Linked DNA regions of Sus scrofa: region 2 is linked to region 1. The links are chromatin contacts, called in public promoter capture Hi-C maps. All regions are on one chromosome and are shown on one strand. The core of a region is the stretch at or near the end of the contact, and the rest is flanking DNA. Distances in the headings are between cores, read along the strand shown.

Region 1 (4,232 bases), core at 443-2,942:
CCAAACCATTGAACAACCGAATTTAGAGCCGAATTTAGTGTCCTCTGGACCTTGGACACTGAGAAAAGTTGCTCCTTGTGCCACCTGGTGGCAAACTTTAGATCTGCAGTCTCAGCTGCTCCCAGACCCAGGCCACTCTGGTTCTGGGGAGGCAGACTGGAAGAGGTTTTGTCTACATCATCAGTCTGTGCCCAAGGCTAATGAGAGGCAGATTCAAACCCATACAGACTGGTTCCAGTGCCATAATTCTTAACTGCTACAATAGCCTGCATCTGTTGCACGGATCTTTGTACCTGTGGGTCAAAAGTAGCACTGACATTGGTAAAGTTTTCTGGGAGCATGGTTATGTTCCAAAAGTTTATGGGAAGGAATTGGGAACTGGACATTCTCCTCCATTACCTTTCCTTTCTTCTCTCACACAAACCTTAGTGGTACAGGTTTGACTACTCAGCTGCTCTGGTGTCAGCACCTTCAAGCTGCAAAAGCAACTGGAAGTCAACTGGCATCTCCTCTATGCCAAGCAGTGTCAAGAGTTTTACATATATGACTTCCTTTCATCCTCAGATAGACTTGAAGAGCAGATATTATGATCCCTGTTTCAGAGATGGAAAAGCTGAGGAGAAAGATTTAAGTCTGCTTCTGGTCACATGGCTATCAAAGAGGATTCCTGTCCAGGCCTAAATCCACAGTCCAGGCTTTCTACCATAGTCCTGTCTTCTCGCTTCAACACAAAGTCTGAAAAATCCCCAAAGATTAAAGAGTTGTGCCCACTCTATTCCAGTCGTTAGGCATCTGGCAAACTTAAGAGACATAAAGAAAATGAGGTGACATCCACTCACTAGGTAGATCCACCATCATGTGTTCTAGTGAGCAGAGTTTTGGCAGTTCATCTCAAAACTGAAGTGTGGGTGTCCTTCCAAATGTAAACGGCCAAATAGCTCTCCTCTACCTCCCATTTTGCTTTAGTGGTAATCACTAGCTAAGGTCTGGGTCAAGCTCACACCCAACACAAGGGGCAGACCACATTCAAGCACAGCTACACCGGAAATGAACTAACGTTGCAGTCTGAGGAGTGTTTAGTCTCCGCCAGGCAGTGGCCAGCCAGGCAGAGCATAGAGCTTCTGTTGGGTGTATTCTTCTGGGCAGTCAGAAAAGACTGGGGAAGCATGAGGAGGGAGGGTAGGGTCTACGGCAACGTGGATGTGATGCGGGATGCAGAGACCAGAGAAAGACAGAACCTCTGAAACCAGAGACAGACAGAGAGACATCCACTGAGGGAGGCCAACGAAGCCAGAGACCTGCACGATGATAGAGGCCAGTGGAAAAACACAGAAACCCATGAGAGAAAGAGACTCGAACAGAGGGATAGAAACTCACAAAGGGAAGTCAACGGAGAAATACAGACCTGCTGCGTGAGGAAGACCTGCGGAGTGACGGGGACTGGTAGAGACAGAGACCTACACACAGAGAGACAGAGACGCGAATACAGAGAGAGCAGTGACCCACAAGGAGAACCACAAACCCTCAGAGAGCCCCGCAGAGACGGAGACGCGACGGCCTCGGGCTGCTGAATCCCACGGGGCGGCCCGGAAAGGATCGGCACCCGGGAGGACGTGGCCCGGGCCGGCCACCGCCGCTCACCTGCCGTCCTCCCAGGGCAACTGAGCCGCTTTCCTCCGGGAGGGGAACATCGTTGGGGGAGGCGGCGGCGCATGGAGCTCTAGCTCCGAGCCGGGCCAGCCCGGCCTCCCCGGCCTACGCGGCGCCTCCGCCTCCCGCCCCGCCCAGGCCCGTCCGCCCCGCCCCTGGGTCCGCTGGGTCCGCTGCTCCGGCCGAGCCGTGTGCTCCCCGGAGCTGCAGCGTCAAAGGTTCCGCGTCCGGAGGAACACGTGAGCGCTCCAACCGCCTGAACTGCTGTTTTCCGAGAACCGCTTAACATCCCGAGAAATTGGGACCCCAGGGAGGGCTCAAGTCAATGGTCTGGGACTGGACTAAGACCACAAACTTCCAAATCAGCGCCCTGGATCTCCTGCGTCTTCCTCCTCTTCCCAAGGGAAGGCAGGGAGCGTCTGAGCCGCGGTCAACCCAGGTGCAACAAGCTTGGATGGGGACAGAGCCAAGTGCAGGGTTCACCTGGGGTTCGGGCAATACCCTAAGTGATACCCCAAGTAGTAGTTAGGAGCGGCACTAAAGGCAAATTGACTGTATTTGAAACCTGATTCTGCCAATTTGGCTGTTTGGGAGCAAGGCACAATATTTTGCTTCTGTTTCCTCACCTAAGTAAATTGTTCTGATCTATATGGTTACTGTGAGGATTAAAGGAGAGAAAATGCAAACACTTGGTACAGTGATGGGCACAATAGTCAACGCTATATAAATGATAAATGTCATCCAGGGGAGGAGTACTTAGGTGGAGCTGAGGTGAGTACTTAAGAAGGGCATAGAAGATAGATTTCCCATATCTGACCTGTCACTGTAATTTAGCCCTATGCTGGGCCAGCTTCCCTCCTGGGAAGAGAGAGTGGCAATGTTATTAGACTTAATCTCTGTTCTTCCAGGCAAATTTTGTTTCCTAATAAATAGCTAACATGCATTGAGTTGTGACTATGTGCCAGTCATTGTTTTAAATTCTTTGCTACTGTCAGAGTTCCCATCGTGGCGCAGCATTAATGAATCTGGGTCTGATTCCTGGCCTCGCTCAGTGTGTTAAGGATCTGGCATTGCTGTGAGCTGTGGTGTAGGTTGCAGATGTGGCTCAGAGCTGATGTTGCTGTGCCTGTGGCGTAGGCCGACAGCCATAGCTCCAATTCAACCCCTAGCCTGGGAACCTCCATATGCCTTGGTTGCGGCCCTAAAAAGCAAAAATAGATACTTTACTATTGTTAACTCAATCTATTCTTGTGAGTATGGTACTTACTATGCCCACTTTTTTTTTTTTTTTTTTTTGTCTTTTTGCCATTTCTTGGGCTGCTCCCTCGCCATATAGAGGTTCCCAGGCTAGGGGTCCAATCAGAGCTGTAGCCGCCGGCCTACACCAGAGCCACAGCAACTCGGGATCAATCTGAGCCGCGTCTGCAACCTACAACACAACTCACAGCAACGCTGGATCCTTAACCCACTGAGCAAGGCCAGGGATCGAACCTGCAACCTCATGGTTCCTAGTTGGATTCGTTAACCACTGAGCCACGACGGGAACTCTGTGCCCCCTTTAAAGATGAGGTAACTGAGGAGTTTTCTAGGTGGCTCAGTGGGTTAAGTATCTGGTATTGTCACTGCTGTGGCTCGGGTCACTGCTGTGGCACAGATTCAATCCCTGTCCAGGGAACTTCCACATGCCCCAGGCAAAAAGAAAAAAAATAGATAAAAAAATAAAGATGTGAGGAGTTCTGGTTGTGGCGCAGCAGAAACGAATCTGACTAGGAAACATGAGGTTGCAGGTTCAATCCCTGGCCTTGCTCAGTGTGTTAAGGATCTAGGGTTGCCATGAGCTGTGGTATGGGTCGCAGATGTGGCTCAGATCTGGCGTGGCTGTAGCTCTGATTTGACCCCTAGCCTGGGAAACGCCATATGCCAAGGGTGTGGCCCTAAAAAGCAAAAAAATAAATTAAAAAATTAAAATTAAAAAAAAAGATGAGTTTCTGCTGTGGCACAGTGGGATTGGCAGCATCTCTGCAGCACCACGACACTAGTTAAAAAGATCCAGCGGAGTAGGTAACAACTAAGGCAGGAACGAAGGGAGGGAGGAAAAAAAAATGATGAGGGAACTGAGGTGGTTTGGTTGCACAAACTATGGTCTCAACTACTCTACTTCTGAGACAACTTTACTATATGGGTGGGAAATTATTTGTTCCCAGCAGTGCTCTTTCTTCTTTTAACCCCACATACAATCCACCCATCCCCTTCTTGCTGATCTCTCCTAGGGCACTGTACCTTATAGCAGATCCTTGACAAGTTCAGCCTCAATTTCACTGATGACAAAGGCGAGGCCAACCCCTGCAGAGACCAGTCAGGTAAGGCCAATGTTGGAAGCAGAGAGATGGGACTGACCTGGAAAGCACGAGCCCCTCTAAAGGGGACAGTTACCCTTCAGGCCAGCTAATTGTTGCTGCATCAGGACGAGGCCCCAGTAGTATCAGATCTCAAGAAATCAAGTTTCATGTTAAAAACCCAGTTAACTTTTTTTTTTGCTTTTTAGGGTGGCACCCAAGGCATATGGAGATTCCCAGGCTAGG
Region 2 (3,961 bases), core at 991-3,490, 280 kb after region 1:
GCTACCTGGATCCGGGTTTGTGCCTCCACTGTGTGGATGCTGCCTTTAGTGAAATAAAATTGGAAATTCATTCACAAGTCTTGTAACACCTTTCTTCAGGCATAATGAATTGGAGGTGGGGGTTTGGGGAACCCATCGGCCTGTTCTGGGCCCTGCCAGCCTCTCCAGTGTCAGCCTGCACCACGCTCTTGGATCGCTTTATACTGGCCACGTGCATCGGGCTTCTTTCCATCTGCACACATTCCTTTCAGCCTCAGGGCCTTGGCACCTGCTGTTCATGTATCTGGAAATCTTGTCGCTTGGCCTGTGTGCCGTGATCGTATAGTAGTTAGTACTCTGCATTGTGGAATGCTCCTCGGTTCCTCCTCCTCCTACTAAATGTAGGTAACTCCTACTCACCCACCTCCCCCAGAAAAACCTTCTCTGACCTTCCTGATTAGGTCAAATGCTCCTAAGGACATGCACTTACATTGTATTTTTCCTGTGAGGACCTGTCAAAGTGTATCTCTACTGTGTGATGACTGTGTCTCTTCCCCCCTCACCTATGAGCTCTGCAGAGGTGTGGACTATATCTGGTTGTGCCCATCCTTGTATTTTCTAGGCCTCAGTACAGTGCCTAGGGTCCAGCAAGTGCTTAGCAAATGTTTCATGAGTGAATGGGTGGGTGAAGGGGTGGACAGTCCCAAGCAGCAGTTCTTTGATCATATCAGTAATTCCTCTGGGAATGACCCTTAGAAACTCAAACGTTTTTTTCGTGGAGTTTCCATTGTGGCTCATTGGTAATGAAACTGACTGGTACCCACGAGGACTCAGGTTTGATCCCTGGCCCAGTAGGTTAAGGATGCGGCATTGCCAGAGATGTGGTGTAGATTGCAGATGAGGCCTGGATCCTGAGTTGCTGTGGCTGTGGTGTAGGCTGGCAGCCGCAGTTCCAATTCAATTTGATCCCTAGCCTGGGAACTTCCATATACCGCAGGTGTGGCCCTAAAAAGACAAAAAGTTTTTTTCTCAAGGATCTGAGGACTGACTGCCATGTGCTATGTGTTTACCCAGGACTGTCTCTTTTTAAAGAATCTAGGGATTTCCTGTTGTGGCTTAGCACTAAGGAGCCCAACTAGTATCCATGAGGACGCAAGTTCCATCCCTGACCTTGCTCAGTGGGTTAAGGATGCTGCCTTGCTGTGGCTGTGATGTAGGCCTCTAGCTATTGCTCTGATTTGACCCCTAGCCAGGGAACTTCCATAAGCCGCAGGTGTGGCCCTAAAAAGCAAAAAAAAAAAAAAAAAAAAAAAAAAGAATCTAGTTCCTACTTCTCCATCCTCTCCTTTTCCGGGTCACAGACCCAGCCCCAGTCTGGCGGTAATGCTCCACCCTGTAACAGCTGCTTTCATCTTCAGGTCTCCACCCTTAGGCTTCACCGCCCCCTCAGGTGTGACGACACCTCGTGGTGCTACCCATAGAAGTCACTGCATCTTCTTCAGGAGGCTATAAAGTCACGTTAAAGAAGGGCCCATGGACTCCGAGTAAGACGACCAGGGGCCCTGTGGGAGGAAGAAGCCTGCATCAGGTTGCACCAACCTTAAGACACCAGGAGCTTCTACAAACTGCACACAGCATAGGCATGGGTTCAGATCCTTCAAAGACGCCGTCCCAAGGCTTCTCGATCCTACAGGAAGGAAGGCATTTTCCTGAGAAGTATTGGTGACAAGAAGAATTGGTGTCGGCTCCAGAACCCTAGCAAATCAGTTCTCAAGTTGGTACCCTTCTGATGTTTTCATAGCGACAGTAGCTTCCCTGCAGATGAGGGGTTGGAGGAGCCGGGAGACTATTCCCATCCGCCACAGTAGGAAGCTGAGGCCCAGTGGGCGTTACGGGGGCAGATGGCAAGCAGGCAAAGGTACAGACCCGGGAGCGCAGGAGCCAGATCCGCGCCCCTCTTCCCTGGCGCTTGCGCACTGCGGGCCCCATTCCCCGCTCAACTCCGCCCTCCTCGCTCGGGTTTTCAAATTTGAAACCTGCTCCTTTTCCCGCCCGAACATGTTGACCAGCGGCGGGAGAAGGCGGAACCGCGCGCAGCCAATGGTGCCTCAGAGGCCCCCCAGCCCCGCCCCAAGGTGAAGACAGCTGGCCGCAGGAGGCAATGGGCAAATGAGTGAGGGCGCCCGTCGGGCCCCGCCTCCGCCGTGCCCACGTGCAGCGGCGGAGCCAGGGGCCTCCTAGAGATCACCCGCCCCCAAAGCACCATTCTGTGTTCCGGCCTTTCGCCACCAGCACGGGGCTGGGAACTGAGGCCTAGAAACGCAAGTAACAGACGTGGAGTTGCTGAGCGAAGCTGTAGGACGCAGCAACCCTCCAGCCCAGGAGTTTGTCCAAGGGTCGGGCCTGGAGCCGAAGCTTGTAGCAGCCCTACAAGTCTGAGGGGGCGGGCGTGGTCGCGTGGGGTGGGCCGAGGTTCCCCGAGGTTCCCCGGCAAGTTTCAGGAGGGCGGGGCCAGGAGCTGGGCTGTCCCGGGGCGGGGCGGGGCGTCCTGGGGGGCGGGGCCGAGCGCCTGTGTTTGTTGCGCCGTGTCAGTTACATTGTAACAAAAGTGGTGCAGCCGCTCCTCCGGCCAGCACCGTAGGCCAGCCCGCCGCCAGCTGTCGCGGACATGGAACCCGTGGCCAGCAATATCCAAGTTCTGCTGCAGGCGGCCGAGTTCCTGGAGCGCCGCGAGAGAGGTGAGGAAGAACCCTTGGTTCTACTCGAGGCAGCGACCTCGTTGACATGGGCCTGGGCTGGACTTGGCTCCCAACTTGAAAGATGCATGGCTTTAGGGCAGTAGTTCTGGGGCACCCCTCCCTCACCTCAGAGGCGTCGGGCAGTGTGGTGGGAGGGCTTGGCGACATAGCCCTGTAGCCAGAAGGCCCTCCCTGATCCTACTGTGCCAGGGCCGCCCGCTGGTGTTAGCCCCAGCCTGACGCGGGCGGGGGTTCTCTCCCGCAGAGGCGGAGCATGGCTATGCGTCCCTGTTTCCGCACCGAAGTCCTGGCCCGGTCCACAGGAGGAGGCGGCGGTCCCCCCAAGATCCTGGCGCGCTGGACAGTGGGCGGTGAGGAAGGCTGGGGACAGCGGGGACCTGGGGTGGGGGATGGGCGCCGGCCCTCTTCGGGCCCCTCCACTGCCCACTTCATCCTTGTTGCTTGAATCGTCTGGGTCAGGTACCCTCCTCTGGAGGTATTCAGACTCCTCCTGCCGTTTCTCCCCTCCTCTCCCGCCCCTTAACACTCTTCGTTCAAGGACTCTTTCTCTGGTATGTTAGGAACTGTAAACCAGACACTTCTGGGTCTTGCGTCCCCTCACACTCTTACACTCCACACTCTTACGTCCCCAAGCTTACTCCTTTGCTGTCTTCTCAACCCTTTGCACATGCTGTTCCCCCCAGTTGGAATGCCTCTCTGTCCACTACCCATTTTGAATAACTTGTGTTGCTGGGCTTAGTTCAGTTGTCACCTGTGTCCAGGAAGCCCTTCCTGATTGCTGCTGGGGTTCTGATTTGGACCCCACAGTCACCTGGGCAGGCCTCTGTCAGCATTTGGCCTCCTTACTCTCTCTGCCTCTGCCTGGCGACTCAGGTGCCTGAAGCCAGTACGAGCTCCCCACAGCGGGCTGGTTTGGGGGACACATCTGTAGTGAATTTTGAGCCTCTGGGAGCCCTGGGAGTGAGGGTGTGGGCAGTAGCTGACGCCCCCTCACCCCATCCTCCCTGGCATTGGCAGGTCTGTGCATAACGAGTTGGAAAAGCGCAGGTGAGTCCCAACCCTGCCCTGACAGCACCAGGCCCCAGGAACTGCCTCCCTCTGGCCTTCCCTCCCCTGCTGTCCCTCATCTGGCCAGCAAGTCTGGGCTGGCACTGCCCTCTAGACCCCTTCCCCGCAGGAGGGCCCAGCTGAAGCGGTGCCTGGAGCAGCTGAAGCAGCAGATG

The links. Promoter capture Hi-C pulls out the DNA fragments that hold promoters and counts their contacts.
Region 2: a contact with region 1 is called in a promoter capture Hi-C map of fetal liver, with 2.4 times the contacts expected there. The contact joins the promoter of MXD3 here to the promoter of B4GALT7 in region 1. A contact is called at or near these places in 1 of 5 promoter capture datasets (fetal liver) and 1 of 2 datasets of contacts at active chromatin or transcription factors (alveolar macrophages).

What each region holds. Positions count from the first base shown.
Region 1 is chr2:80,358,186-80,362,417 of Sscrofa11.1, forward strand. It overlaps B4GALT7 (beta-1,4-galactosyltransferase 7), which reads right to left and starts at 1,693. Exons shown (of 6, transcript NM_001168422.1): 1 at 1,642-1,693. The coding sequence starts at 1,691.
Region 2 is chr2:80,634,743-80,638,703 of Sscrofa11.1, forward strand. MXD3 (MAX dimerization protein 3) reads left to right here and starts at 2,241. Exons shown (of 6, transcript NM_001244104.1): 1 at 2,241-2,717; 2 at 2,983-3,088; 3 at 3,756-3,785; 4 at 3,916-3,961. The coding sequence starts at 2,648. LMAN2 (vesicular integral-membrane protein VIP36) reads left to right here. Exons shown (of 8, transcript XM_013994865.2): 8 at 1,398-1,426. The coding sequence ends at 1,411.